7 separate regions of the Mus musculus genome follow, and regions 2, 3, 4, 5, 6 and 7 are each linked to region 1. A link is a contact called in public ChIA-PET and promoter capture Hi-C data. All regions are on one chromosome and are shown on one strand. Each heading gives the region's core, a stretch centred on a gene start, on an enhancer-like site or on the middle of the called end of the contact. The rest is flanking DNA. Distances are from core to core; before and after follow the strand shown.

What was found. Promoter capture Hi-C pulls out the DNA fragments that hold promoters and counts their contacts. ChIA-PET counts read pairs in DNA pulled down with a chosen protein or histone mark. Capture Hi-C pulls out chosen DNA fragments and counts their contacts.
Region 2: a promoter capture Hi-C map of pre-B cells shows a contact between it and region 1, with 5 times the contacts expected there. The contact joins the promoter of Ccdc114 here to the promoter of Bax in region 1. A contact is called at or near these places in 7 of 39 promoter capture datasets (the 3T3-L1 cell line, the HPC-7 cell line, hippocampal neurons and 3 more), 2 of 484 Hi-C or Micro-C datasets (pro-B cells and uterus) and 3 of 115 datasets of contacts at active chromatin or transcription factors (T-cell acute lymphoblastic leukemia, memory CD8 T cells and pancreatic cancer cells).
Region 3: a promoter capture Hi-C map of pancreatic islet shows a contact between it and region 1. The contact joins the promoter of Syngr4 here to the promoter of Bax in region 1. A contact is called at or near these places in 3 of 39 promoter capture datasets (liver, neural stem cells and pre-B cells) and 3 of 9 other capture datasets (adipose tissue, liver and pancreatic islet).
Region 4: a promoter capture Hi-C map of second pharyngeal arch cranial neural crest shows a contact between it and region 1. The contact joins the promoter of Kdelr1 here to the promoter of Bax in region 1. A contact is called at or near these places in 3 of 39 promoter capture datasets (the HPC-7 cell line, pre-B cells and second pharyngeal arch cranial neural crest) and 1 of 9 other capture datasets (pancreatic islet).
Region 5: a contact with region 1 is called in a promoter capture Hi-C map of embryonic stem cells. The contact joins the promoter of Grwd1 here to the promoter of Bax in region 1. A contact is called at or near these places in 5 of 39 promoter capture datasets (HPC-7-derived erythroid cells, cranial neural crest, embryonic stem cells and 2 more).
Region 6: a promoter capture Hi-C map of neural stem cells shows a contact between it and region 1. The contact joins the promoter of Lmtk3 here to the promoter of Bax in region 1. A contact is called at or near these places in 1 of 39 promoter capture datasets (neural stem cells), 1 of 484 Hi-C or Micro-C datasets (embryonic stem cells) and 1 of 9 other capture datasets (pancreatic islet).
Region 7: a contact with region 1 is called in an RNA polymerase II ChIA-PET map of effector CD8 T cells, with 18 read pairs. The contact joins the promoter of Sult2b1 here to the promoter of Bax in region 1. A contact is called at or near these places in 2 of 39 promoter capture datasets (cranial neural crest and embryonic stem cells), 6 of 115 datasets of contacts at active chromatin or transcription factors (the SCID.adh cell line, effector CD8 T cells, embryonic stem cells and 1 more) and 1 of 9 other capture datasets (pancreatic islet).

The regions. Positions count from the first base shown.
Region 1 is chr7:45,464,882-45,468,966 of GRCm38.p6, reverse strand. It overlaps Bax (BCL2-associated X protein), which reads left to right and starts at 2,069. Exons shown (of 6, transcript NM_007527.3): 1 at 2,069-2,225; 2 at 2,696-2,747; 3 at 2,844-2,990; 4 at 3,643-3,778. The coding sequence starts at 2,192.
Region 2 is chr7:45,921,878-45,925,962 of GRCm38.p6, reverse strand. Ccdc114 (coiled-coil domain containing 114) reads right to left here and starts at 1,748. Exons shown (of 15, transcript NM_001364168.1): 1 at 1,577-1,748; 2 at 1,374-1,465. The coding sequence starts at 1,443.
Region 3 is chr7:45,894,298-45,898,382 of GRCm38.p6, reverse strand. It overlaps Syngr4 (synaptogyrin 4), which reads left to right and starts at 1,672. Exons shown (of 5, transcript NM_021482.2): 1 at 1,672-1,775; 2 at 2,492-2,692. The coding sequence starts at 2,600. It overlaps Tmem143 (transmembrane protein 143), which reads right to left and starts at 1,314. Exons shown (of 8, transcript NM_144801.2): 1 at 1,282-1,314; 2 at 717-948. The coding sequence starts at 1,304.
Region 4 is chr7:45,870,852-45,874,936 of GRCm38.p6, reverse strand. It overlaps Kdelr1 (KDEL (Lys-Asp-Glu-Leu) endoplasmic reticulum protein retention receptor 1), which reads right to left and starts at 2,097. Exons shown (of 5, transcript NM_133950.2): 1 at 1,836-2,097; 2 at 1,078-1,178; 3 at 736-894. The coding sequence starts at 1,926. It also overlaps a transcript of Grin2d not described here.
Region 5 is chr7:45,828,517-45,832,601 of GRCm38.p6, reverse strand. Grwd1 (glutamate-rich WD repeat containing 1) reads left to right here and starts at 1,813. Exons shown (of 7, transcript NM_153419.2): 1 at 1,813-2,007; 2 at 2,193-2,310; 3 at 2,458-2,620. The coding sequence starts at 1,821. Grin2d (glutamate receptor, ionotropic, NMDA2D (epsilon 4)) reads left to right here. Exons shown (of 12, transcript NM_008172.2): 12 at 1-119.
Region 6 is chr7:45,782,929-45,787,013 of GRCm38.p6, reverse strand. It overlaps Lmtk3 (lemur tyrosine kinase 3), which reads right to left and starts at 1,667. Exons shown (of 15, transcript NM_001290990.2): 1 at 1,333-1,667; 2 at 430-563; 3 at 54-204. The coding sequence starts at 1,408. It overlaps Gm5897 (predicted gene 5897), which reads left to right and starts at 2,547. Exons shown (of 2, transcript NR_153811.1): 1 at 2,547-3,745; 2 at 3,855-4,082.
Region 7 is chr7:45,740,049-45,744,133 of GRCm38.p6, reverse strand. Sult2b1 (sulfotransferase family, cytosolic, 2B, member 1) reads left to right here and starts at 1,656. Exons shown (of 6, transcript NM_001360784.1): 1 at 1,656-2,080. The coding sequence starts at 1,774. It overlaps Gm31597 (a long non-coding RNA gene), which reads right to left and starts at 2,172. Exons shown (of 3, transcript XR_391433.4): 1 at 2,003-2,172.

The DNA of each region.
Region 1 (4,085 bases), core at 820-3,319:
ACCAAGGTAGGTGAGAGCCACCAGCAATGAACGAAAACACTGCACACAAAATTAATTACAGTGCTGTGAAGCATAATAAAACCCAGTGGTTAAAAAAAGAGAAAAGAAAAGAAAAGAAAAGAAGAGAAAAGAAAGCCGGGTGTGGTGGCACACGCCTTTAATCCCAGCACTGGGGAGGCAGAGGCAGGCGGATTTCGGAGTTCGAGGCCAGCCTGGTCTACAAAGTGAGTTCCAGGATAGCCAGGGCTATACAGAGAAACCCTGTCTCAAAAAACCCACCAAAACAGAAAAGAAAAGAAAAGAAAAGAAAAGAAAAGAAAAGAAGGGAAAAGAAAAGAAAAAGGAGAGCTGCCCGTGGTGGTGCACACCTTCAATCCCCACACAGAAGAAGAGGCAGGCAGTTCTCTATGTTCGAGGCCAGTTTGGTCTACAGACTGAGTTTCAGGACAGCCAGGGCTACACAGAAGCTGTTTCAAATAACAAACAAAAACTCTGGGTGCTTTCAGAGCTTTTTCAACAGAGGACTCAAGCCAAGAGACTTTCTGACACCCAGATAACTCTACCCTTCCCCTGCTCAAAACTTCCCCTGGGTCTCAGGTCTCAGACACCCTCAGAAGACTGATAAATTCCTGCTAGAAAACTCCAGAGTGTCTGTCCTGGCCTGCTGCTACTTCACATTATTCCTCCTCTTCCTCCTTCTTCTCTTTTTTTTCTTTCTCTTCTTTTTTTTTTTTTTTCCAAACCAGGGTTTCTCTAAGTAGCCATGGCTGTCCTGGAACTGGCTTTGTAGTCCAGGCTGACCTCGAACTCAGAGATCTACCTTCCTGCGTTCTGAGGGCTGGGATTAAAAGCATACACAACCACCATCTGACTCTTTTTTCTTCTTCCTCCTCTTCTCCTTCCTCCTCCTCCTCTTCCTTTTGCTTGGCATCCTAGGCTGGCTTCAGATTCACAGCAATTCTTCATAGGTTTCCATGTTCTGGGGTTACAGGTATGGGCCACCATACCAGGGTCTCTTTGCAACTCCCATCTTCCTCCCGGTTTCTTGTTTTGATTAAGGATCTCAGTATCTAACTTAATTGACCTGTCACTTGCTATGTAGACTTGTGTTTTGTAAGGTATGAGTGAGGTATGGTGAGGTGAGAAGGGTACCTCAGAGGGCCCATCACTGAGAAATCCCTTCCTCCTGAAGTACCGGCCATGTAGTATGTAGCACCAGATGATGTAGTATGGAATAGAGTTTATTTAGGACATGGGAAGTAGAGTTGGGAAAGGAGGAGAGAGAGAGAAAGGAGGGGAGGAGAAGTAGTGGAGAGAGAAGAGGCCCTCCAGGAACACCTGGAAGGCGGGGAAGAGGAGAGAAGGAGAAACAGGGCAGGGAGAGAAGGGGCAGGAAGTAAGAGAATAAGACAAGTAAGTAAGTGAGCAGGAGAGCGAGGAGGGGGCAAACAGTCCTTATATAGTAGGCTAGGCATACCTGACTGTTGCCAGGTAACTATGGGGCGGAGCCTAGAAGGACTGCTTCTAGGATGTCTCAATTTCACAGGCATCTGCTTGCTTGTAGTTCCCAAGGCTGAAATTAAAGATGTTGTAGCCACCACGTACAGCCTGTTTTTGTGTTTTGAGATAGATTCTTACTTAATGGTGCAGCTTGGACTCAAACTATTTTATCCAGGTTTGCCTCGAACTCTTTAGCAATCTTCTTGCTTCACTCTATCAGAGGTATGGACCATCACTCTGGTCAACTGGTTTTTTTTTTTTTCTCCCCAGATTGGAGCAATCTCTTATAGTGCAGGTTGGTTTTGAGCTCGAGGCAATACTCCCGTCCTGCCTCAGCCTCTCAATGCTGGGATGACAAGCATATCCCAGGCAAGCTTTGAACTTGCGGCAATTCTGCTTTAACCTCCTTAGTGCTCTCTACCATGAATCTATGGGAAGAAGAAATAATGGGGGCGGGGGGGGAAACAACCAACTCTGGGCATCAGTTCGGATTAAGGTCGATCCGCGCATGCGTTCATTTAGTACCCGCGGCCCCGCCCCTGCAGCGAGCGATGATGATCACGTGACTAGTCCTGCGGGGCGGAGGCCATGTTGCGGGGCACCCACGTGAGGGCCGCACGTCCACGATCAGTCACGTGACCGTGGTGCGCCGCAGCCGCCGGGGCGCACCCGGCGAGAGGCAGCGGCAGTGATGGACGGGTCCGGGGAGCAGCTTGGGAGCGGCGGTGAGGCGGGAGGCGGAGGACTAGGCCCGGTCCAAGAACCCTAGGACCCCTCCGGCTTTGGGCTCGGGCGGGAGCAGGCTGGGGCGCGCGGATCCATTCCCACCGGCTCATCCGCACCCCGAGAGCGGACATCCGCGTGCGCGCCCCCGGGCAGGCCCGGGCTTGTCGCTGGCGCCACTTCCTGCTGGTGGCCTGGGATGGGACAGAAGGCCAGCGCCACCTCCTCCCACCCCCAGCTGGGGGTCTGTTTGCTTTTGGCATTCTGCTCTCTGGGTTTGCTGTGGAGCTGGGATGCAGGCCGGGTCCCGCCCCCTGTCCATCAGAAGCAGTAGCCAGGCCTTCCATGCTACTTGTCACTACTAGGGTCCCCAGCTCTGTCTCCCCTCAGGGTTATGAGCCTACCTATCCATCCCCCTGACTCTCCCTGGGACCCAGGAGTCCAGGCACCCCTTTCCTCCTCTCTCCCCCAGGGCCCACCAGCTCTGAACAGATCATGAAGACAGGGGCCTTTTTGCTACAGGGGTGAGTGCGATGCTACTAGTGTGGCGGGATGGGCTTTCAGAACACCGCTTGGTTCTCAACATTCTGCTCCTCTCCCCCCTTTCCATTCACATGTAGTTTCATCCAGGATCGAGCAGGGAGGATGGCTGGGGAGACACCTGAGCTGACCTTGGAGCAGCCGCCCCAGGATGCGTCCACCAAGAAGCTGAGCGAGTGTCTCCGGCGAATTGGAGATGAACTGGACAGCAATATGGAGCTGCAGAGGTGTGCTTCCTGGGACCTGGGGTCCGTCAAGGGGTCTCCTGCCGAACTGGGCACTGTTGTTCTTCTCCCAAGAGACTAGGTATCCTCCACTCAACTCAGATAGAATCCAGAGCTTGTTTACGTGGTGGGCCAGCCCCTTACCCTTGAGCCGCATCCCTTGCTTGGTGGGTGTCAGTCTCTTGCTCGTGGATGCTTGGCAGGTGCCATACCTCCAGCTGGTTATGGCGGGTTCTAGTAGGCGGTGCTCTGCTACCAGGCTGTGCTCACAGCCCCTCACTGGTGACTGCTAGGTGGAGCTCTCTACCTTTGAGCTTCTCACTTGTGGATGCTGTGCAAATGCTGGACCATGAAGCCGTGGGTCCAGCCCCTCACGGCTGAGCCATGACCCAGCTCTCCACGTGTAGATATTTAGGAAAACATGCTTTTGCTCAGTCAAGCCCCAGTCCACATTCCCCAGGACCCTGAATTTACAATTCAAGGTCCCACTTTCTTTGCTTTCTTAGGTGTACGTCTTGTCTCCTTCCCAGTCTGCTAGCCATAGTTTCAGCCTGGGCTGGTCCTTGTGTCCTTCTCTGTAGTCTGGGGGAAAATGTGGGAACTCCCATACTGGGCCCGACATCTCACCCAGCGTCTGTTTGCCCCTGTCCTGTAGGATGATTGCTGACGTGGACACGGACTCCCCCCGAGAGGTCTTCTTCCGGGTGGCAGCTGACATGTTTGCTGATGGCAACTTCAACTGGGGCCGCGTGGTTGCCCTCTTCTACTTTGCTAGCAAACTGGTGCTCAAGGTAGGCAGCCGGACGAGCCCAGAGGTGCACCCCGCTCAGGTCTGTGAGGACCAGGGAACAGAGAGAGATGGCTGTGTAATAAATGCCTGTACCTTCATTTAGTCATTCCACAAATGTATCGGCCCTAATGTGTGGTGGGCTATCTCCAGCACCTGAACTCTGCTCCAAACAGCGCAAGCTAGCCCTTCCTTGATGGCGCTCTGATTGATGGTGGATACATGTAAGGTAGACTATTGAGATGGGCCAGAGAAACCTAGAAAGATTTCTCAGTGTAGGTGGTCTTAAACTGATCTGGTGGCACATGCCT
Region 2 (4,085 bases), core at 499-2,998, 460 kb before region 1:
CAATTAATAAAAATTTTGAAATTTTTCTTTTTAAGCTTGCTATGGTTGATCAAAATGTTCTTCATGAGAGTGAACCAGAGGACAAAGTCTGTGCTGGGCTTTTCTGAGACTTCCTTTGTCAATGCAATTTAATCTGATTCTCTTCACTTTCGCCTTAGCCTCAGGCAGACTCTTCAGAAAAAAAAGGGCAAAAGTCAGTCACATTCTTCACCAAAATACCACAAAAAAAGTCTCTAGGCCATATACTCACATTCTTCTCTGAAAGCTTTTGAGCCAGGCCCCCACAGTTCAACTCATCCTCAGCACCAATGTCTTCTATGTTCCTACCAGGATGGCCCTTGAAGCCCCACTAAAAGCATTCCACTGCGTTCCAAAACGTCCCCAAATCCACATTCCTCCAAACAAAATCATGGTCAGACCTAGCAAAGCTATACCCCACTCCTGGTACCAATTTCTAGCTTAGTTAGGGTTTCCATTGCTGTGAAGAGACACCATGACTAAGGCAACTCTTATAAGGACAACATTTAAATGGGGCTGGCTTACAGGTTCAGAGGTTCAGTCCATCATGGCAGCATCCAGGCAGGCATGGTGCTGGAGGAGCTGAGTTCTATATATGTCTTTTTCCAGAGGCAAACAGGAAAAGACTGACTCCCAGGCACCTAGAAAGAGGGTCTCAAAGCCCACCTCCACAGTGATACACTTTCTCCAACAAGGCCATACCTACTCCAACTAGCCACACCTCCTCATAGTGCCACTCCCTGGGCCAAGCAGATACAAACCACTACACCATCCTTTCAATCTTTCCTACCAGCTTCCCACCCTCAGCTGAGAACTGACCCAAACCATGTCCACACTCCTACCCCAGCCACCCTAGCCATTTTTTTTTTTTTTTTGAGACAGGGTTTTACTATGTAGGGTTTTACTATGTAGCCCTGGTTGGTCTCAAACTATCTCCGCCTCCCCAGCAGAGATGAAAGATGTGTGCCGCCACACCAGTCCTTTTCTCTTTCTGTTTTAGTGTAGGAAGGTCCCAAGGGAGTTGCTTTTCTTCTCCCACCCCCTGGGTTCCCGAGTGGCACTCAGGCCGTCAGTTTGGTGCCAAGAGCCTTTACTAGGTAAGCCATCTCACGGGTCCTCCCCTAGCTCTCTTCTGGATGTTCTGGACCCCATTCAAACCACTCCTGAAGTCCAATGTCTGCCTAGACATCCCACTGCCTGGCTTGGCCCCACCACAGGCCAAGATCCCCCTGTTTGGGCTCGAATCTGCCCCCAGGAGAGGGCGCTCCTGGGAGGCCTCCCACCCCTGGCTCTGGAACTTGAAGAAGCTGAGAACAGAAAAGGAACTTCGGAGGAGATGGGGAATCATGAATTACCTGATCCCTCCAGGAAGATCTCGCTTCCTTCTTCGGAGCGGGCGCTCCTGGTGGGTGGACCCAAACGCATCCTCGACATAGCGGTGGAGCTCCTGCAAGGGCACACCAGCCTCAGAGAGCGCAAGCCAGCGCACAGAGCGACCAAACAGCACTGCGGCCTCTCTGAGCCTCGACCCTTCAAGGACTACTGGGATATCGCTCACCCCAAAAACACACAATCTGGACCCTGCGGCTTGACTCAGACTCGGTCCCTGGGCAGCTTCTCCGCACCTCGGAACCCCGGCCGGATTGGGGTGGGGTGGGAGGCGAGGTCAAGGTTCTACCTGCTTGAGTGCCTGACCAGTCGCTGTAGCTCCACTCTCACTGTTGTAGTCTGGTTACTGGGGAGACAAGGGGCCAATAAGGCCTGAGGACAGCGGAAGGGGCGGGCAGGAGAGATCAGTGGAAGACTCAGCCAACTTTAGTCTTGGACCCAGAGGAGGCCAGGCCAGAGCAGGGGCAGGCCAGAAGACGGGCCTGAGTGGGCGGGGGCAGGGCTGAGAAGACCCTAGAGAACAGCGGTTCTCAACCAGTGAGTCGCGACCCCGTTGTAGCCTCCAACGACCTTTTCACAAGGAGTCACCAGAGACCATCGGACAACACAGATGTTTGCATTACAATACATAACTGTAGCAAAACTACAGATATTTATGAAGTAGCAACAAAAATAATTTTACGGTAGGGCGGGTAAACACAACATAAAGAACTATATTAAAGGGACGCAGCATTAGAAAGGTTGAGAATCCCCGCCATAGAAAGAGCCAGGGGAGTCAAGGGAGTGGAGGTTAGGAGAGCGGGGAAGGGGAGGAGCATAGGTAGGATCAAGGGCGGAGCCTGGGGAAGATCTCATTGTAAAAGGGGAGGGGAGAAAGTGTAGTACTAAGAGGCGGAGCCAGAGGCTGTTAATAAAAGGAGGAGGGGCTCGGATGCTATAAGGGGCAGGATTGCAAGCAGAGGGTGGCATCAGTCCTGTACAGAGCGTTAACTATAGGGGAGAGATGCTCACGGTCTGTAAGGGGCGGGGACTAGAAGGGAGCGGCCGGCGAGTTTAGTGAGAAGGCGGGGCCTTGGGTTTGGGGGCGGGGCGGGCCCTGTTATTTAAAAAGAGCCAAGCGAGGTGCTGGAGATTGACTTGAATGCCTGGGAGGGACACTCGTGGGGCTCGGGACTATGGGCAGTGGAAACTGAAGGGAAACGTTTAGAAGACTAGACTTTGGGACTAGGCAGGGTCCTTCGGGGTCCAAGAAGTGCGTGCCTTGGACTGGTTATTTGGGAAATTCATGGTTTGGAGGAACGCTCACCACGATCTCAGTTCCTACACAGGTTCACTACGCATGCGCAACCAACGGTTTGGGGCCACGCAGGGCAGAGCCGGAAGTGGGAGTGGGCGGAACCTCCAGCGGTCCCATCTGGCCAAGCTCTTCATCCCACGTGGTCCTCTTGCAAGCGGGCTGTGGACGCCACTGCCTGAAGGCTGGGTGTGCCCGACGCCTGCGGTTTCCTGTGGGAGGAAGTGCTGCGATGCCGCGCTCCTTAGAGGCTTGGGCAGGGGAGATCCCACCACCCCTACCTCTAGTGTCTCCAGATACTTCCACTTCTATTGGGCACTATTGTTGGGGATTCCCTAAACGCCTCCCCTAGGCACCCCAAGTACCGAACTTTTTCAACTCTCAAGGAATATTAAAACATCCCAGCTGGCTTCTCAGCCAGTGGAGCTTCCTTGCTCCTGGTCCACACTCCTCCCAGGCCTGGGATGCAGCCTCCTGTCCCTGCAATCATGGAGAAGTACAAGCTTCCATCCCAGCCCCCCAATTTTGTCCTCAGTGACCCACTCTCTACTCTCTCCAGGGTCAGAGTTAGACTTCCCCTTGTTTCTGTCCCCCTCCTCCATCCATCCTCATTTAAGATTCCAAACTTTAGCTTCCGGACGCACTGGCCTCAAGTCTTTGCCCTTTCTCCAATTACTAGAGCCAGAGTTCCCTCGACTCCACTCGGGGCTCCAAAGCCCGCTCTAAGTTGTACAGTATTACCAGGCACTGCTCTAGATCTAAGCTAGCCGCGATGCTATCCCTCTTTTACAGATGAAGGAAAATAGTGGAGACGTCATCAGTAACGCCTATGGTCACACTGCCAATGGATGCTGCAGAGGCTGTGCTGTGTGGTACCCAGCTCCCAGTCTCGCAATCCCCAAGCCAGCTGGTCACTCACCCCTGCAGGCTTAGGTCATCACACCCAGCTCTAGCACCATCATCCAGATCCCCAGCCCTAACTTCATCAGTCCTAGTTCATCACCCACAGCCCCTAACTCTGAGAATAAATGATAGTTCACACTATAACCCTGGGACTAGAGTGCTGTGAGAATTCTAATGGCCTCCCACAGCACTTACAGTAAAATCCTGATTCCTCCATGACTTCCAAGTGAATCCTCTGCTGTCCCGCTCACCACACCCTACGCTCTCTGTGCTCCAGACACACTGGCCATTCTGTCTGCTCTCCAAACGGCCAGCGTTTCTTCTCAAAGCTTGGGACATTTTCTCCCTAGTATCCAAATGACTCAGGTCAAATAGCACCTCCTCCAAGAAGCTTTCCAGGATTATCCTTTTTAAATTAGCATCTGCCCACCTAGTCATTATTGCCATCCGTCTATTTTCTTTATTGACTGTGTATTATACC
Region 3 (4,085 bases), core at 423-2,922, 430 kb before region 1:
CTGAGCCATCTCTCCAGCCACTAGGGGGAGTTTTTGATGAGATTGTTTGTGCTTGTACGTATGCATGTGGGCATAAAATCTAGCACGGGACTTGGTAGACACAGCAGGTGTTCAGTAAATCACTATTATACTAATGATCATCTGACAGTGATGGAGGGCTGAGAGCTCAAGCTATGGAATAGATCAGGGGTGAAGTAAGGGGCGCACTCTAGAGTCAAGCAAGCATGGGCCACTCACTGTAGCTTTGGATGGGTCACTGCCTTTAAACCTGTAAAATGGGATAATGGTGGCCTCTCACAGGGTTGTTCTGATGGCTCTATACATTACAAACACTTAGCACGGTGCCACGGAATAAAGAGCTCAAGGTGTGATAATAATTATCATTATGGCTTTGCAGATACAAATTTATTATGTACTAGAAAGGAATTATGAGGATGATAGTTACATCTATTTCAAGGGAAAAACTTATGTCCCAGTGTGCCTGTTCAAGGCCCCAGAAGAAGCCCAAGTCCAGAGATCTTTAGGCATCTCATCTTGGAGTTCTTTCTAGCCCCTGCATTCCAACTTTCTCGAACCCACTAGGAACGCCAAAGGGACCAGAAACTACACTCCCAGGAGGGCGCTAGCGCAGACCTCAAAAGCAGGTATAGTGGTGCAGTCGCGAGGTCGGCTGGAAACTGTAGTCTCTAGGTCCTTAGACCACTGATGGGCGGTACCTGTATCAGGAGGCGGAGCAGCTGCTCCTTGGAGAATGGAATGAAGCGCTCGCGGTACTGCTGGGCCCAGTCGCAGGGCTCCTTGGGGTTCCACATCTTGCGGTACACCCCCATCCTGTTCTCCAGGGACGACAGAGCTCGGGGAGTCCCGAGGAGAGCAGGCACCAGGGACCATAGTCGGACCTTGGACCCCCAGGTCACATGCAACATGGCCTGCCCCCTTTCCCAGAGCCTAAACATAAGCAAATGAAGGGGGATGTCAAAGGTCAGTTGGAGGTAGTACCTCCACACACCCCTCCCTTCGGGGACAGTTCCTGGCCAGTCTCCCTCCCTCTAATCCCTTTCCGGTTCCTTCTACACTGCACATTTAGGTTGGCTCCGGAATAGGGTCAGAGGTCGTAGTTTGGAGTATCTTGCAGGCCCAGGGACCCTGAAGCGGTACAAATGGTCTCTGAGAAGCTTAAACAATGAGGTGGAGCTCAGGAGTGTTGAAAAACTAGGAAAAGTTAATAGCGGGTGCTGGGCCGTCCTTCCTGGGCCATGCAATCCCCCACCCTGCCCTCACCTTAACCAACGCGCGACTGTCATTGAGCCTTCTGCGCATGTGCAGTAAGAGGTCCTAGGCCCAGAGGATTGGCTTCAGCAAGCAGTAAGGCGCATGCGCACAGCCTGAGCCGCTTGAAACCATTTAATAGCCTTTATCTCAACTGCGCATGCCTCATCGCTAGTCCTTTTTTTTTTTTTTTTTTTTTTTTTTTTTTAAAGGTAATGCGCACGCGCTGAAGACGTGTGGTCCGCTATTTGGAGCTGGGTCGGGCCCTCGCGCGCGCCCGGCCAACGGCGACCCGCCCAACGTCCGCCGAGACCACGCCCTTTCCATAGTCAGTTCGGATAGGCGGAAAGGAAAGGGGCGGGACTTGGCTGCAGCCAATCATCTGTAGAGGACAGAAAAGGCGGGAAAAAGAGGAACCAAAAAGAGGCTAGAGGTGGCTCCCGGGACCAGGAGAGGAAGCCAGGCAGGCAGAAGAGGAACGCAGGTCCTCGGCCCTCGGAGAAGAGGTGGTTCTCTTCAGCCAGCGTCCCCTTGGGGTCTCAGCACTTCCGCCCCCAGGTCCTTAGAAGGGAAGCCCCTAGTCTAAGGAGGTTGCCATGACTCTCATACCGAGTGGCAGCTGGTTTCTGAGGCTTCAGTCTTAAGACAATATGTCATCCTGAAACAGAGCTGAAGCCTAAGCAAGCCTGGTGTTACGGAAAATGACCCAAGTTAGGGAACACCTCAAATATTGCTGGGCTCTACGTGGTCTTCTATACCTAGGGTAGCTGCATTCCCTCAAGGACCAGTCTACAGTCCCCCTATTGACCCCACTCTGAGGGCCCAGCAGACCTGCCACCCCTTATCACCCTCATCCTGTATTCCCAAAATCTAGGGCCCTCAGAACCCTCTGGCCCCTTATCAGCACCTGAAACCTCCAATAGCCCATCAGCCTACATTTCCAACTTCTGGAACCCCGAAGCAGCCTTCCAGCCGTGCTCCCATTTCCAGAACCTCCCACATACCCTATCATGTCTCATCTCCAGCACCTAAGACCACCCAGCAGTTTCTCACCCCATATTCCTGACAACTGAAAACGGGAGCAGCCAGCCCCTTCAGCCCACCCCCTCTGTTCCTAGGGCTCCTAACAGCCCCTCAGCCTATCCATCCCCACAAAGGAAGGGCCAGTACTCCCCACTCCCAGCACTTTTACTCTGACATTCCCATTCCTCTTTTCTTGCAGTAGCTGAGCCTTGAGGTGGGTCTGAGGCACACAGGAAGTGGTGCCCAGAAAGCAGCACCCAACACCCCTGCCCCTACCTCCCGGGACACCCAAAGAAGAGCAGCCACTATGCACCTCCCTGAAAGCCTCCACGACCTGGCAGACAATGAGACTGTGCGCTTTCTGAGGAGACCAAAGAGCATCTCAAGGATCTTCGGAGGGGTGAGACCCCAGGGGTCAGGACACAGGCGACATCCAGGAAGAGGGCAAGGGGTCAGTGTGGTCAGAGAGGGAGAGAAGCAGACAGGAGCCCAAAACTGAAGCCACCTTTTACTGAGTATCTGGTCACTAGCCACTGTCAGCATCAACCGAGTCATCACAAGAAAGAGCCCCTCAAACCTGGGGCTCCTCAAAGGGCCTCTCAAATCTGTCACACCAGCACATAAAAGACTGAGGTAGGAGGATTGACATAGGTTTGAGGCCAGCCTGGGTTACAGTGTAAGAAAATGGAAAAAGTGAAAAAGAACCCTTTCAAAGGCGAAGAAAAGTAAAGCCACCCCCCCAAAAAACCCCATAATTTTGATAAATGGCATCAGTGTTTGAAGACTGCTTGTCCAGTGGAGTAGCCACAAGCCACGGGTGCTACTCCAATTCCAACTCATCAAATGGGATTCAAATGGGCTGCTCTGCAATCATGGTGGCCATATTTCAGGGGCTTAGTTGCCAAAGGTGCCTTATGAGTCTCCAGTTGGACAGCATAGATTCAGGCCACTTCACCATGCCAGGAAGTTCCATGGGACAGCATCCATTAAGGTTAACACAAAAGGGGGGAAGCACCACTCGGTTCTAGGAGATGCTAGGACCCATCCATTTTCTATTTCTCAGGTAGGGGAGGGGTGAACAGGGACTAGATCTATTTTTTTAAAAAAGCATAGATCTGGGAGGACCACAAGCACCAGACTCAGGGAGCAGATGTGAGTCATCACTGTGCCAGGCGTGATGCCGATGCTTTCTGTGCATCACTACCATCTTCCCAAGGGATCTGGACACTGAGAGCAAAGTCCCCATTCAGCCCACTGGTGCTATGTAACCTTGGAATAGAACCAGCCAGCCACTGCCTCTCTCTGAACATCAGTACAAGGGCCATCTGTGTCTATGGGCTGCGACCCACACTGCCTCCTTCTCCTTTTAAAGATTTTAGAAGCATATATATGTGGCTTCATGAGTTTATGTGCGCCACAGGCATGCAGGTGGTGGTGGAGGCCATAGGGGCTCAGGTCACCTGGAACTGGCGTTGGAGTCTGTTGTGAGTCTTAGTTTCTTTTCTATTGCTGTGAAGAGATGCCATGACCGAGGCAACTCAGAAACGAAGGCATTTAATTGGGGGCTTGCTTGTCGTTTCAAAGGGGGAGTCCATGACCATCATGGCAGGGAGCAAGGCAGCAGGCAGACAAGCATGGTGCTGGAGAAGTGGCTGAGAACTTACCTCTTATCTGCAAGTTGAAGAGAGGAAGAGAGAGAGAGAGAGAGAGAGAGAGAGAGAGAGAGAGAGAGAGAGAGAGAGAGAGAGAGAGAACTGGGGTAGCATGGGCACTTGAAAACTCAAAACTTCACC
Region 4 (4,085 bases), core at 848-3,347, 410 kb before region 1:
CCATCCCCTCATTTCCCCATTTTACAAAAAGCCCAGGTGTACACTGGTCCATAGTCCCACCACTGTCCAGCTGAAGAAGCAAGCTTCCAGTCCCTGTACCTCAGCTCCAGAGTCTCTGCATATAACCACCAGGCAACCCTGAACCCAGTGACCCTCTCATGACCATTTTACAATGGGGAAACTGAGGCAAAGAGGCTGAAGTCATTATAGTAGAAATTGGGGCTCCCAACCAGGGGAGATAACAGACAGCTATAATCCAAGCAGTGAAGCAAGAGGACTGTAAGTTCTAGGCCAGCCCCTATCTTAGAAAACCAATAATTGACAGTGCCTCCAGAAGAAAGCACCGGCCTCGCATGCATAAGACCCTAGACTCTATCTCCAACACTTCCTGAGAGGAAAAAAAAAACAAACTAAAAATAGGATGTGTAACTGGGATTTAAACTCACGTGGCCCCACCGCAGAGCTCTGCTTGCCATTCCTAGCCCTCATCAGCCCAGCTCTTGCTGGACTAGGTGCCCTTGGACATTCAGACGACTTAAGGGGTGCCACTCTAGACGCCAGGTACATTAACTGCTCAGAGCAGCAAATGGGATGCTGGGTTGTGATTATGTTCACAGTGTCTGCCACCGACGAACTTAGGCCTTAGCAAGCTGTGTAGAGGAAGACACCTGACAGGGCCTCCTGTCAGATACTCTGCCTCTACCCAACCACCACACAGGCCCAGCAGAAACCTACCTCCAGAGGGGTGAAGTCATGGTTGACCAGGAAAGCCAAAATAGCAGTAGGAACGACGAGGAACTCCACCCGGAAAGTGTCGTGGTTGCCATCATAAGTAGCTTTGAACTTGCTGTAGATCATCCACACCGTGGTAAAGGAACAAGCTATGTAGACCACCTGATAAGAGGGTAACAGGGCATCTCAGCTCACAGGTAGGGCCTCAGGTCACGGTGAGGGAGAGAGAAATCATGTTCCCCAGCCACCTCCCTCAGACCATATGTCTAGGCCCAAGCCTCTTTGGTGACTCCTCCCTGATCCCTGGCCTGGAACCCTGCCACAGGGGGCTGACTGCAACTCTACCTTCATGCAGGTGTTGTAGAGTGAAATGTAGTTGGTGAACAGGTCCAGATATCGGGCAGTGAACACCACAGCAAACAGGACTTGGCTCTTCCCTGAAATGCCTGGTTGAGACAGAGAACGAAGGGCAGGGTGGAGGGAGCTGGAGGTGGGCTACTTGGGGCAATAATAAACTAACATGCAGCGCCTGGGCCAGCCGGCTGGAGCTCTAGACCACAGCGATTCCCCAAGGCCTTTAAGCCTGAGCTCGGCCCTTTTTCCACCATCCACAGGCAGGGGGCAGCCGGCTCCAAAAATACTAGAGACCGAGGCTCTATCCCAGGCTAGGCCTCGCCGGTCCTTCTGTCTCCCTCAGGTCCTCCTGACAGTCTAGACCTACACTGGGACCTAGGGAGAGCCCTGCCTGACTTCAGCCTCCCAGTCGGTCACCTTCCTCCCGCTCCCTTCCTGGCCTTCCACAGTCCACGTCACCAACTCCCAGCCACCTCCCCGCCTGCCATGGCTCCTGGTTCCCAGCCCCGGAACACCCAGAGCTGTCCCAAAGGGTGCTGCAGAAGGTTGAACTGAACGCCCGAAGCCACCCCCACCAAACTATGTGTACCCCTTAGTCTAGGGAAAGGAGCTGACCCCCTGGTGACCCTAGAACTAGAAAAGTGATCCCCAGCAGGCAGTCCGGGAGGACTCTGACCTGCCGAGCTCCAGCCTTCCCGGTGCCCCAGAGCGGCCCGCTCCCGCCCCCTCTCCGCGGGGGGGCCTCTCACCCGCACACGATCGGGACTTCCAGATTTTGAGCAGTAACAAGATGATAGCTAGGAGGTGGGAGAGGTCTCCCAGGAATCGGAAGAGGTTCATGACTGGGGGACTCGGGCAGGGCTGAGCTGGGTGGGGGGGGAGGCTGGCCGGCCGGGCTGCCCCGGAGCTGCGGTGCTGCTGGGTTGAGGGCGGGAGAGAAGCCCTTCGGTAGCTCAGCTCCGGGGAAGGGGCTCTGGAAGGTGAGCCGAGGCCGGAGCTGGTGGTAAAGCTGGCTGGGAGAAAAGGGAGGAGGGCCGAGGTGGGAAGGGAGGAGTCTGAGCTGTAGCGCCACCCCAAGGGCGGGTTGACTGTCTGGCGCCCTCTGGCGCCTGCAACCTGCTTTGCAGAGTCGTATCGAATAAGCCTACTAACTGATGGAAGGGTCTTTAGGGTCCCACATTCCCAGGTGCCTTCTCTTTAGTAAGGAACTGTAGAGAGTTCGTCTAACCTCTGCCCTTAAACAGGAATCCTGAAGTTTGAGTTCTGAATCTAAAGATCCTAGTGCTGTGTTGGGTGATGGTGTAGCCTGTAATCTTAGTACTGGGAGGATGAAGCAGAGGGACCCCCCAGTTCCAGGCCTAGGGCTCCACAGTGACAGTCTATTCCTGCACAAATTATTAATACTAATAGTAACAACAACAAGAATCCTGGAGATTAAGAGGGTAGACTTCTAGCTTTGTCTGTGATCTCTAGTCCCAATTCAGTTAGAAAACCCAGGCCCCACTGCCACACACTCGGGGATCCTGACTGAGCCTACCGCCTCTACAATCCTATCCCCAACAATTACTTTATTGCTCAACATTCTGACCTGGGAATCTACACCCATAACTCCATCCTCCTTCTAAGACCCAAAATGCCAGGTCCTGGCTCTTTCAGAAACTGTCATGACCCGAGTCTTCCCAGGTCTTAGGGCACGAGAAGCAGGGCTCCAATCGACTGCTACAGGCCTAGGTCCCAGCGCCTCTACACATTCATATTCTCCCTCTCTCTTCCCCTCCTCCACCTCTCTTTCTCCACCTCCAACTTCCATTCTCAGGGACCCGGGAATCCTGAAGCACACTCCTCCCAATGTTAGATACTAAGGACTGTCCTACCAGAGGCAAGATGGACAGGTGACTTTATGGGACCTCAGAACCTCAAAAGTAGGGTTATAGTTTAGGATTACTGTGTCTGTGACAAAGGAAGCAGTTTTCCTCCAGGGAATTGTGTACTCAGAGCTGTGAGAGACTAGTCCCTCACTCATCAAGTGGTCCCTCAGTGAGGAACTTGCTCAAGACCTGGCCCCCAGGTATGATCGAGAAGGACTAAGGGAGAATCTGTGGTCTTCGAAAGGAGGGCTGTTATCTAAATTCCTGCTTCTGAGAGAACAGGGCCAGGCATTGGACCCCAAATCTGAAATAGAAGATCCACAACTTGGAATCCAGGGATTCTGGACCCCTGGTTTGGAGGGAGGATGGCTGGGATCTAACCCCTAGGTCACAGAAAATGGTGCCAGAGTCTGGCCACCTAGGCCTGAAAGAAGAGGGTCGAGTATGGACATCTAGGTCTGAGGGAGGAGGGGACTGGGAGCCTAGCCCCATAGGTTTAAGGGGAGGGCTACAGTCTGAGGTAGGAGAACTGGGATCCAGCCCCATCCGTCTAGAGGGAAAGAACTAGGGTCTAGTCCCTTGGGTATGAGGGAGGTGGGCTGGCATCTGGACAACTGGGTCCAAGGGATAAGGGACTTGGAGTCTAGATTCCTGGCTCCAAGAGAGACAGCATGCATCCTGTCTTTGCAGCCATAAAATTCACAGGCTGGGTCTTAGTATGGCGGGTGCTGAAGTGCAGAAGAGGGAAGGGGCAAGTGACAGTGACCCCAGCCCTCTCTCTAGGTCTCAAACTGTCTGTACCAGGTGGTGTCCTTGTCCATCTACCTCTGCTTCCTCCCATTTCGTCGCAGCCCCTCGGTCCCATGAGGAAATCAGAGACTTTGAAATGGGGTAAGGGCTGGCCCCCTCCCTCAGACCTAATGGGAAGAGGGGTCCCTAGGGAAGCGTGAGGGGGGCAGCTGTGGGTCTCCTGGCAGGGAGGGACGGGGACTGAATGTTAATCGCATCCTGAGTGAGTGTGCGGGAACAGCGAGTGTGCGAGTCCCTCCCGCTCTGGCTCCTGCAAGCCGTGGCCGCTGCCGCCAGCCACCCTCCGCCTGCGCCCACAGCCTCCTCGGCCAGCAGCGCCCT
Region 5 (4,085 bases), core at 564-3,063, 360 kb before region 1:
GAGGGGACTCGGTCGCCCAAATCTCACCCATCCTGAGAGCAAGGGGGCGGGGTTCTTGGAGCCCACCGACTCTTTTTTAAACCCGAAAAGGGCTTTTTAACGTCACCTGATTGGCGGGAGGTGTGGGGGGGTCACGCCGCGCCCCACCCCTACGCTCCGGGCCATGGCCCTCACATCACTGTGCAGCTCCCTAGCCCCAGACACACCTCTAGGGGAGCCTGTTTTTAACCTTTCATTCATCAGGACTCAAAACTGTGAGACGCGTATGCCAAACTGTGACTCCAGACCTTGGCCCCGCCACACAGAAACCCCTGACCCCAGACTGTGACTTCCAACACCTAAAATGATCATCTGACCCCAGACTGTGCCCCGACCAGACTGTGACCCTTCATGTCAGACCTCAATGACCCCTCCCTTTTAGATCCTTGTTGGCTCTGACCTATGACCTCTCCTCCACGAAAGTCCTACCTTTACCTGTCTCCCCCCACTCACCTACCACCCCAGATGCCACCAATCACATCTTCAAGTCCAGCCCTTATTTGTGACCCTTCAGTGATAATCCAGCAGACACTCCACCCCCAGGTCTCCTTTCCCAGATTTCAGCAGGGTCTGAGGCTGGGCTGAGAGGAGGGTCTGGGAGCCCACACCTGACCTTTCCTCCCCTCTCCCGCTCCTACACTGCAGTGTTTGGAATAAAACCATGTTTTTACGCCTCCTCAGTCCAAGCCTGAGTTCTGTGTCTGTCCCTTCAACTTCTCTGGAGAAAAATGGAAACTGAGAACTGAGTCCTTAGGGAGGACAGTCAGACAACAGAAACTGGGCTGGTGGTGTAGCGGAGGCAGGGTGTTGTAATATTCATAACACCCTGAGTTCAGTCCCCAGTCCTAGAAAACAGGAGATTGGGGAAAGCACAGTCAACCCCAGGAAGCGGCAAGAGTCCAGGGGAGAGGGGTGGAGAGGTGACAGGGCAGAGACAACACCCCCAAGAGTAGAGATACAAAAAGGGATGCACAAATTAGGACCAAATCTAGAGACCTACTCCTTGCTACTGGCAAGAATGATTTGATGGGTTATTTTATGCAAATGGAGAGTGGCCAACCCACGCCTTGAATCTCCTTAATCTCACCAGTGAGGATCTGTTTCCAATATTTCATTACTCCAATTAACCAAAACTCGGGTGTACATGGGTAGATAAAGAGAGCTGACTCAGTTGTAGCAGCAGCCTCAAGAGAGACTTTCTGATTAAGTGCCTGCTGACCAGAGCTGCCCTGGGAATGCCTGGTTGGGAAATGGTCTGCCCCTGGAGGATAGATCCAATCCACTAACTTATACATAATGTCCAGCCTGTCTACCCTAAAGCATTTTGAAATAATTTAAAACCATCATAACAAGGAGAGGAGAAGAAATCGGCCTTAAAGGTCCTCGGGGAACAGAAGCCCAGTCTCCTTGCCAGTAAGTGCTCGTTTACATACATGAATAATTAACTAAATGGAAAGACAACCCTGGGAATGAAAGGTGGAAGATGGAGAGGGCTCTGAAGCCGAGGACTTCTGTAGAACTACAACTCCCAGAAGGTCTTGCCATTGCTGCGCGGAAGAATTCCCCAAGGTCACACGAAAGACAAAATTGCTCCTAATATAAGTCTTCTCACTGAGCCAGGACGCGGTTACTTTGTGGCGGCCATCTCTCTGCGCATTACCTTCTTCTGGCTGGTTCACAGGTTTCCAAGGTAACAGTACAGTGGGACGGGTCTTAGACTGTGGGAGGTGAAACCCGGAAGTGACGCTCTCACTTCGCGTCCGGGGCAAGAAGGTTCGAAGATGGCGGCGCGCAAGGGCCGGAGTCGCACGTGTGAAACCGGAGAACCCATGGAGGCTGAAACCTGCGACCCAGGAACCGAAGGCCCATCCCAGGTCTACCTGCCCGGCAGAGGGCCGCCACTGAGCGAGGGAGAGGAGCTGGTAATGGATGAAGAGGCCTACGTGCTGTACCATCGTGCGCAAACTGGTAGGCAGAGGGACCTGACTCTCGGGTCCAGGGAAATGAAAGGCCTGTCTTGGGGTCTGGGGGACGAAGGGTCTGGAGTCTGAGGATTGTGACCCTGCAGACTGCCGGCCTTTGGAGGAGGTGGAGGCCGAGTTCCCAGTCTCTCGTTCCTACTCAGCAACTCTAATCTCCCCGCCCATCCCTAGGCGCCCCTTGTCTCAGCTTTGACATAGTTCGAGATCACTTGGGCGACAACCGGACAGAGCTCCCTCTCAGTCTTTACCTGTGTGCGGGAACCCAGGCGGAGAGCGCCCAGAGCAATAGGTGAGACCCAGGACCTTTGCAAGACATCCACAAGGCCCCACGCATTAGGGCTCTCTGCTAATGCCAGACCTAAAAGTCTGGGACCCCAGCCTCCCTCCTCCTTCAACATCCCGGCACTCAGTTTCTAACCCGTATTTGCTTCCCCAGACTGATGATGCTTCGGATGCACAATCTCCATGGCACCAGGCCGTCACCCTCAGAGGGCAGTGATGACGATGAGGAAGATGAAGATGAAGAGGATGAGGAGGAGCAGAAACCTCAGCTGGAACTGGCCATGGTTCCTCACTACGGTGGCATCAACCGAGTTCGGGTACAGTCTTTCCAGGGGCTTGTTAAGGATTCTCTGCAGCACACCCCTCCCCCTAGATCCAAATGTCTCTCAGTACCTCCTCCAGCCCCTCAGCTTCTCTCCCTCCCCCCTCATTTTCAGACATTTTCACTCTATGAGCTGATAAACAGATAATAAAGGCTGAAACAGCTCCTGATTGTGGTGAAACGCAAGGGTGTTACTGAGCTGTTGCTTAGGAACTGAGGCAGGATAGAATGAGTTCAAAGGCAGCTTAGTGGTAGAGCGCTCACCTCAAGTTCAATAAATAGAGCACTTTATGATCAGGTAGATGAGCAAAAAAGGGAGACGGTATACAAGGAGCATGTAGAGCAAAAGCCAACCCGTAGCTGGACCTGTCTCTGTTGGACCTGTATCTGTTACATTATTCCCAGAAGGTTTAGCCTGTAGACAGAAAGCTCTGGGCCCATGAACATAACATACTAGTGGGAAAGGGAACAAGAGAAAGCTTGTAGTTTGTTACAAGATGCTGAGTGTGGTAGTATAAGGGTGTTCCTAGGGTAGAGTTGTTTTTTGTAAATGGTGAATTTGAGGAGGACTGGGTAAGTCGGTGTTCTTGGACTAGAGACCTGCAGCAAGTGTCAGGGCTGGGGTGTTTGTGGAAACAGATTTGCAGAGAAGAAAAACGAAAGTGCCAAGACCCTGGGGTGCACCTGGCACACATGATTCAGAATCTCAGGGGAAACTGGAGAGGCGACTGTGTGTGGAGCAGAATAGACTAAGCGGGGACAGTGACAGATGTGCAGGGTGAGCGCCTGGAAGACTGGTTGCTTTGCCCTTGTGGGCTAATGTAAGTCTTGGTTTCTGCTTCAGGAGAAATTAGGAATAAGTGGAGGACGTAAAGTAGAGGAGTGATTGGTCTGGTACTTGTTTTCAGAGGCTCCCGCTGGCTTCTGTGTGGAAAATTGACTGCAGAGAGCCAAAAGTGTTTGATTACATAAGGAACAACTCACGGGAAGGGTGGCCACAGTACAGGTGGTTAGAAAAGTTTTGAGAGGCGCAGCGTAGATGGGTGTGAGGAAGGAGACAGCCAAACATGGGTCTCAATGTTTTAGACTGAAGGTGAATGTCTTAGTTAGGGTTACTAACGCTGTGATAAGATGCGGTGACCAAAAGTAACTTAGATAGGAAAGGCTTTGTTTGGCTTACACCTCCACATCACTGTTCATCACCAAAGGAAGTCAGGACAGGAACTGAAACAGCAAGAATGTGGTGGCAGGGACTGATGCAGAGGCCATGAAGGGGTGCTGCTTACTGGCCTGCTTGTCATGGCTTACTCAGCTTGCTTGTTTCAGTCTTTTTCATATTGTTTTGTTTGACAGGGTTTCTTTGTATGTTCTGGCTGTCCTGGACCTAGCTCTGTAGACCAGGCTGGCCTCGAACGCAAAGATTTGCCTGCCTCTGCCTCCCAAAGTTGTGTTCCACCACT
Region 6 (4,085 bases), core at 418-2,917, 320 kb before region 1:
AAGGAAGCCCTCAGTGTTGGGATCGCAGGATTCTGGGGTGGAAGGAGCAGTACCTGAGTGTGGAGGCTGCGGGGCAGGCATTGGCAGTGAGACCTCTGCCAGCGGCAGAATATAGACATCAGGCAGCGACTGTGAGGAGGAGGTCTCCTCCGCAGGGGGGGTGTACTCCCCAGAGCAGTCCTCCCCTTCCGGGTTCTCAAACTCCTGGGGTACGAGAGGTGAAGAATGGGAGCATCGGGAGGAGGGTGCTGAGATGCCGCCATCCTGCCCTAATTGCCTCCCTTCAGTCCACAGACCTGTCCCTCAAATCCCAGCCCAATTTCCGCTAGTGTGCGCATCCCAAAGCCGTAGGTCTTGGGAGTGCTCTGGGACCTCCAGTCTCTTTGCTGCCTGGGGTCTTTCTCCCAGGTTAGTCCTAGGGCACCTCACCTTGAAACGAACATCACCCCGTTTGCAACACAGACAGGTAAGGAGGAGAAAGATGAAGGCCAGCAGACCCGAACAGGAAATGAGGACCACAGCGTAGGGCGGAGCCAAAGGGGCCCGGCTCAGAGCGAATCCATCTGTGGGCATAAGGCTAGGCTGGGGTCTGGGCTTCAAGACACTGGCTACCGGACTCATGCCCCTCCCATCCTAGGCTAGTCTTGGACTACAACCCCCATGATGCTCCGAATCCAGGGGCTCCTTGGCAGGGGAGCCAGGTGGTCTAACGTATTGTGGGAGTTGTAGTTTAAGGTCTTCCCAGGTGGTTGGGGGTGGGGTCCCTCCTATCGTTTCAAACTGGGACCCACCCCCCACCCCAAACGCATCCCGTAACCCGGATACATTCCAGTGACCAGCAATAGTGAGGCCTGGAGCTCTGAGAATTTACAATATGCTACCATAGACAGCTTCATGACCATCATTCCCCCAATAGCAGGCTGTTGGCAGATATTTGCCCCGAGCTGAACGCACTGCCCACCCCACGCCTGAAGGGTGACTGAGAACTGTTTCTTTTAAAGACACAGGGAACACAGACTTGTTCTCTAGCCTCAGCCTCAGACCTGAGGGAGGGGTCTCTGCAAAGCCTCAGCTGTGTTCCCCTTAGAAATAGGGTCTCTCTCTTTCCCAAAGGCCGCGGCCTTCCATCTCCCCGCGCACCCGTGTGCACTCGCGTGCACATGAGCTCACATGCACGCTCACAAGCACGCACTCGGCCCGCAGCCCACTCCCCACCCGCCCTGGCTGGTCTCCCTGGCCCTGCAGACCCGTTGGTCCCCAGGGACTGCGCACAGGTGCCGGGCGGACCCGGTGGGGGTGGGGCGCGGGCCGCGGACGGCTGGACATACTCACCCGGGTGCGCTGGGGACGCCAGGCAGCCGGAGGCGGAGACGGCCGCCAGGAGGATGAGTGCGCCGGGTGCAGGCATCTTGTCCAGGATGGAAGGGAGGTGGAGGAATCGGCGGCTGGGGAGGAGGGGGGGCGGGCCCTCAGCCCCCAGCCATGGGGACCCGCTCAACCCTGGCCTCCCTCAGCCCAGGAGAGGGGCGGGAGATGCAGGACAGGGGGAGGGAGGGGTTGCTTACTGGTTCTGATACCCCCCTCCCCCTCCTCGAAAGGACAGACGGATGAAGGGATGGAGAGGCGGACGGAGGAGAGGAGCTGGGGAGCCGGGGTTGCTGGGGTAGGGGGGAGGGGAAGATGGGGGGGGGAGAGAACGAGGGCCCCGCCCCCGAGGACAATCGGGATTGGGGGAGCAGAGAGCCTGTCAGAGGAAGGGTGGGAGGAGGAAGGAGGGAGCGTTGTCATGGCAACTGGTTCCCGGTTGCATTGGCTGCCAGGCGGGAGGGGAGAATAGGGAGGGGGAGGAGGGACAGACAGAGACCAACAGACCCTTGGAGGGGGGCAGGGTCCACAGTGCGTGGCCCTGACACCACTGTGACACAACACTGGTGCCCACACGTGTGCTACATGCTAAGATGCAGATAGCAAGCCCACGCAGCCCACACACAGCTGAGACATGTCACAGGAACCTTCACAAGCGCCTCTCATACAAAGGTGGACAGCCATCAGCAAACGGAGACAAGGACACGTCACACACAAAGACACAGGGACAGACCACACTGAGAATGCATAGGCAGTCCAGACTCTGGTTGGTACAGATTCACCCAGCCACACAGGAATACCCAGCATCACATGAACACACACGCACACGCACACATACAACACAGAGCTCCAAACATAGGGAGGTATCACAAAGATCCATTCAGACCCTTTGGGACATGAGGAGGCATGCTGTCATAAACTGATATTCCACACAGGCAACAAAGAACACACAGAAATCACTAACTCAAACACGTAAAGCCAGTTGCATGCACACAGACACAGGCTTGTCAGTCACATATGGAGCATACAGAAACAACACATGCATGTATGCAGGCACGGGGTTTGCACATTGCTCACCTTCAGGGACAAATGCATATCACATACATGCACACGGGAACACACGGTTCATACATGCAGAGCTACATAGCTTATGCAAAAACACAAATATAGAACGGGTACAAACATGCCCTGTGCACACGTATTACACACAAAGGCACACCACCTACCTAAATAGACAGCATGAATGGACACACTCTTTAGACGTGATTATGAGGACTCCTTATCCACTGCAGTCTCACACCACAGACATCAACACACATGGGCACAAAAGATGCATAAGCGTAGTTTATTTCATGTATTTATTCTTGGCAGGATTTACTCTGCGCCAGGCGTTTCCCAAGATTTACAGTATTACCTTCCAATCATTACAACAGCCCCCAAGACAGGTTCTTTTTTCATGCCCAATGTATAGGTAAGGAAACTGAGGCACAGAGAGGGGCAGTCACCTGCCCCATGCACAGAACAGGGGATAGGCAGAGGTAAGGCTGGAACCTGGCCGTCAGGGACACCGACACATCAGACAAGACACACACACACACACACATCACGTGCCAGGCTGCAGTCTCGGGGTCCCACCCTACGCGGCGGCACACAGAACTGCAGACACACCCGGAAGCGCGGACTGCCGCCCTCGGCGAGGATGTCTCCATGGTCCAGGAATACCTGCGACTCGTCCCCTCAATGAGGCTGGACCAGAGCTGCGCGCGCAGCACGGCTCACTGGGGGCACGGGGAGGAGGGGAAGCCTCGCGGGGGGCTCACTGGAGAAACTGAGGCAGGATCATCGTGGAATGGAAGTTCAGAAAGGTACAGGGAATGGGATTGCAGTGACCGGGGAGTGAGCACGCAAAGCGGACCCCCTGACTGAAGAACCAGAGCCTGGAGAAAGAGAAGCTCACAGGGAGTCGTGGGCCCGCGCAGAGTCTTCTGGGAAATGCAGTCCTTGTTGGTCTAGCGAGGAGGCTTAGGTTGTCCGTTGCGCCACCTGCGGGGGTTTTAGCCTGAGGGTGACAGGCCGGGCGGGCACTGGCTACCAGTAATGAGGGCGGGAAGATTGACGCCGCCGTTTGTTCATAAGTTCACTCAACAAATGTTTACTTTTGAGTATTTGAATGTGGTTGGCTCAGCGGTGTGCCAGGAGTCAGGACTGCTGGAAGAAGCCGGCTATGATGTCCAGCTCTTTAATCACCACCAAAGTTTTGTGTGGATTTGCTTTGTCGAGACGGAGTCTCACTGTATCCCAGCGCTACTGGAACTTACTCTAGCTCTGGACGTCCACGAACAATCTTCTGGCCTCAGGCTCTTGAGTGCTTGGATGACAGGTGTGGTCCAAGCCACATTTTAGAAACGATTACTTAATAATAATATGCATAAGTATTATATTATTGATATATTGTTGTCTTTGTTTGTTATTATCATCATCATCATCAGGATGGAGTAAGGTAGAGCCAGCAGAGTGCACCTCCTGAAGAGAACATGCTAAGAATTTTCTTGAGGCTGTGTTCAGAATCCAAACCCTAGGACCAGAAAACTTCTTTGTCCCAGTACACGTGTGCCTGCCCAGAGCTCTGACATGGGCATCTAGACCACACCTGTGGACCATTCAACTGTGTGTTTAGGACATATTTTGTTACCAGTTTTATAATAAAACTTTGTCAGAGA
Region 7 (4,085 bases), core at 407-2,906, 280 kb before region 1:
AAAACCAAACTCTCGTTGTCAGCATTGTCATTACTGCTGTTCTAGGGCCTAGTGACACACCATACAGCCATGCCCATCCCTCACTGGGGAGTTCTAGGCAGAGGCTCTACCACTGAGCCACGTCGCCTGCCCCTCATTGGGTGTACAGGCTGGTTTTGTGTCAACTTGACACAGGCTGGAGTTATCACAGAAAAAGGAGCTTCAGTTGAGGAAATGCCTCCATGAGATCATGAGATCCAACGGTAAGACATTTTCTCAATTAGTGATCAAGGGGGGGGGGGCTGTGGGTGGTGCCATCTCTGGGCTGGTAGTCTTGGATTCTATAAGAAAGCAAGCTAAGCAAGCCAGGGGAAGCAAGCCAGTAAGTAATATCCCTCCATGGCCTCTGCATCAGCTCCTGCTCCCTGACCTGCTTGAGTTCCAGTCCTGACTTCCTTTAGTGATGAACAGCAATGTAGAAGTGTAAGCTGGAATGGGGATTCTAGGTAGGGGCTCTACCACTACAAACTTTCTTCTTTCTTTCTTTCTTTCTTCTTTTTTTTTTTTTTCGTTTTTCAAGACAGGGTTTCTCAGCCGGGCGTGGTGGCGCACGCCTTTAATCCCAGCACTCGGGAAGCAGAGGCAAGCAGATTTCTGAGTTCGAGGCCAGCCTGGTCTACAGAGTGAGTTCCAGGACAGCCAGGGCTACACAGAGAAACCCTGTCTTTTTTTTTTTTTTTTTCCGAGATAGGGTTTCTCTGTGTAGCCCTGGCTGTCCTGGAACTCACTCTGTAGACCAGGCTGGCCTTAAACTCAGCGATCTCCCTGACTCTGCCTGGGACTTAAAGTGTGCGCCACCACACCCCAGTGTCTTTTCCTTTTTGAGTCCAAATCTCCCTGTACTTTTGGAGTTGGCCTTTAGTTCTCTGTCCTCCTGTCTCAGCCTTTGGGAATGACCAGCGTGATGTGATCCACTGGTCTCACTCACAGAGGTCCCACCAGTCAGAGGAACGAAGCAGATGCGGCATCCAGAAGCCAGGCTGTTCTTAGGAACTTTTAGTGGGTGCGTTTCTTCAAAACAAAGCAATATGCTGTGGTTTCCTTTTCCCTCAAAACATGAAACCAAGGGTTGTAGCGTGGTGGTCGAGTGATAGCCTAATGTGTCAGCATCAAGGCTCAAGCTCCATCAGTACAAAAAAATCAGTAGATAAAATATGTGTCCCACATGAGCCTGGTGGCCCAAATCTGTCATCCTAGCTACTTAGGAGGCTGACACACAAGAATCAAAAGTTCAAGACCAGCCAGAACAGCTTAGTGAGACTCTGTCTCCAACAAATTAATAGAGGGCTGTGGGCGGGGCTCACAGTGCGGGGGGGGGGGGGATGGGGCGGGGCTCCGTAGTGGACCACTTCTTGCACCATTCTGAAAGGTCTAGGTTCAGTCTTCTCTTTGGAAACTCGGTTTCGTGGCTGCGTAAATGCGTCATGGCTTTGGGACAAACAGCTAGATCGTTTTAGCTTCTCGGTGAGTCATCGTGGGTTCTCACATGGGCTCTGCAGCGTGCAGCGTTGGCGGGGGCACCTGCCACCTTTGGCTTGGGTTCCTCGTTCGGAAAATGGCCTGATGACGTGGTGTCGCCCTCCAGGGTTGGGATGTGGAATAGACATAAGGAGAACACTTAGCTCCACTTTGCAGACATGAAGTACCCTTCCTCCTACCAGAAGCGTAGCTTTGGGCGAGTCACTCCCACCCTCCACGCTCAGCTTTCTACACCCATAGTGTGGGGGCGACAGTATGACATCACGGGACTGCTGTGGTGGAGTTGAAGTGGATCTACTCCTCAGGTGGACACACGGGGCTCAGAGAAAGGACACTCCTCACTGGCGTGTGAATGGAGGGCCCTGCGACTCTTGCCCACCTCCTTGGTCTTCTTTACACGTGCCCTTCCCCTCTTTCAGCTGGAATTTTGGAGGTGAATACTTCAGATACAAAGGTATCCCTTTTCCTGTCGGCATGTACTCACCGGAGAGCCTCAGTCTGGCTGAGAACACTAGCAACGTGCGGGACGACGACATCTTCATTGTCACCTACCCCAAATCAGGTACCGGTAGTGCTAGTCTGGGCTGGGGAGGAAGGGAGGAGAGAAGGGAGGAGGAAGGGGAGGAGCCTGCTTTGCAGAACCCGGCAGCTTGTCCTCTGCTAACAGTACCTTCCTTTGCACTGCGCACTAAGTCCCTGCTCCAGGGAGACTCTGAAGGCCTAGCTAATGTCCCCTCCCCTCTAGGGCTGCCACAGTGTCCCCAATCCTTCCCTGTCTCCCAAGCCTTCACAGCACTGAGTGCCACCAGCCGCGCATGGTTTGCTGGGTAATTTGTTCATTTTTGTTGAGAAAGGTTTTCATGTAGCCCAGGCTGGCCTTGAACCTCAGCTGGTCCTGCTGTCTCAGTGTCTCGGGTTCTGGAATGGCAGGTGTGTGCTGCTGGGCACAGTGTCACTGGGTAAACCTCTGCTTATCCACTGGAAGGTTAATCTGGCTCTCTCTGAGCGCTCTGTCTGCCCTGGCTGTTGCTTGTTCTCGGAACCGCGCGTGTCTGTGGAGGAGGTTCCTCATTTCGTGTGAATTCGCATGCAGACTACTCCACAGTCTTCACAGAGAAGGAAAGCCACTGCGCATTCTGCTTCTCTCTTTGTCGCTGTAATAGACCACCTGACCAAAAGCAACCGAAGGAAGACAGGCCCTGTGTGGCTTACACTTCCAGGCCCCAGCCTTATCACAGAGAAGCAACGCAATCAGGAACAGAAGCAGAAATCACACAGGATCCTGCTGTGACTGCCTGGCTCCTTAGAGCTTGCTCAGCTAACTCTATAAACCCCAGGCCCCTGCCCAGGAGGGGCACTGCCCTGAGTGGGCTAGGACCTTCTCTATCAATTAGCTATCAAGAGTGTGCCCCCGGGCAGCATATGTCTTTAATCTCAGCACTAAGAGGGCAGGGGCAGGTGAGTTCGAGGCCAGCCAGGGCTACATGGGGAGACAAATAGTAAATAAACAAAAAACATATTTAAACAAATAAACAATGATAAAAGAAGACAATCTATCACAAACATGTCCTCAGACCAATGGAGTCAACCCCCCAGCTCAGCTGAGATCTGGGTAATTCTGGGCTGTGCTGGCAGCTGAGGCGAACTAGGAGGGCTGGCTACATGGTGCACATCTGTAATCCCAGCATGTTGGAGGGGAAAGTAAGAGGGTCGGAGTTAAAGGTCATCCTCAGGTACAGACTGGGTTCGAGGCCAGCCTGGTCTACAGAGTGAGTTCCAGGACAGCCAGGGCTACACAGAGAAACCCTGTCTCAGAAAACCAAAATCAAGAAAAAATAAAATAACAAACAAACCAACCCAAAAAAGCCCTAACTCACCCCACCGAGTACAAGTATGAACCTTATAGATATCATGCTAAAAAAAATGGAGCCAGACACAAAAGGAATTACATGGGGCCCTTAAAATAGCCATGCTTGGTGGGGGAGGGGGGGAGCAGCTAGGGCGGTAACAGGAGTGAGATGGGGGCAGGGTGGGTGGGGCAGGGCCTACCTAAGGTGAGAAATGAGAGCATTTTTTTGTTTTGTTTTGTTTTTTTGTTTTTTGTTTTTTCAAGACAGGGTTTCTCTGTGTAGCCCTGGCTGTCCTGAAACTCACTCTGTAGACCAGGCCGGCCTGGAACTCAGAAATCCACCTGCCTCTGACTCCCAAGTGCTGGGATTAAAGGCATGCGCCACCACTGCCTGGCGAGGGCATTTGTTTAAGGATTGCAGTTTCTGTTGGAAAAAGGACAAGTTTGTTTTGTTTTGTTTTTTTGTTTTGTTTTTTTTTTGGGGGGGGGGTGTCAAGACAGGCGTGACTATTGCAAAACAACATGGTTGTCTTTAAATGTTGCCAACTCAACCTGGAACTTAAAATAGTCACAATGATGAGGTCCCCAGTATAGGGTTTCAAGAGCATAGAGAGGCAGCCGGCACAGGAGTGACCCCACCCTCTGCAGGGAAAATCACACACGCACACACGCGCACACACACACACACACACACACACACACACACACACACACACGC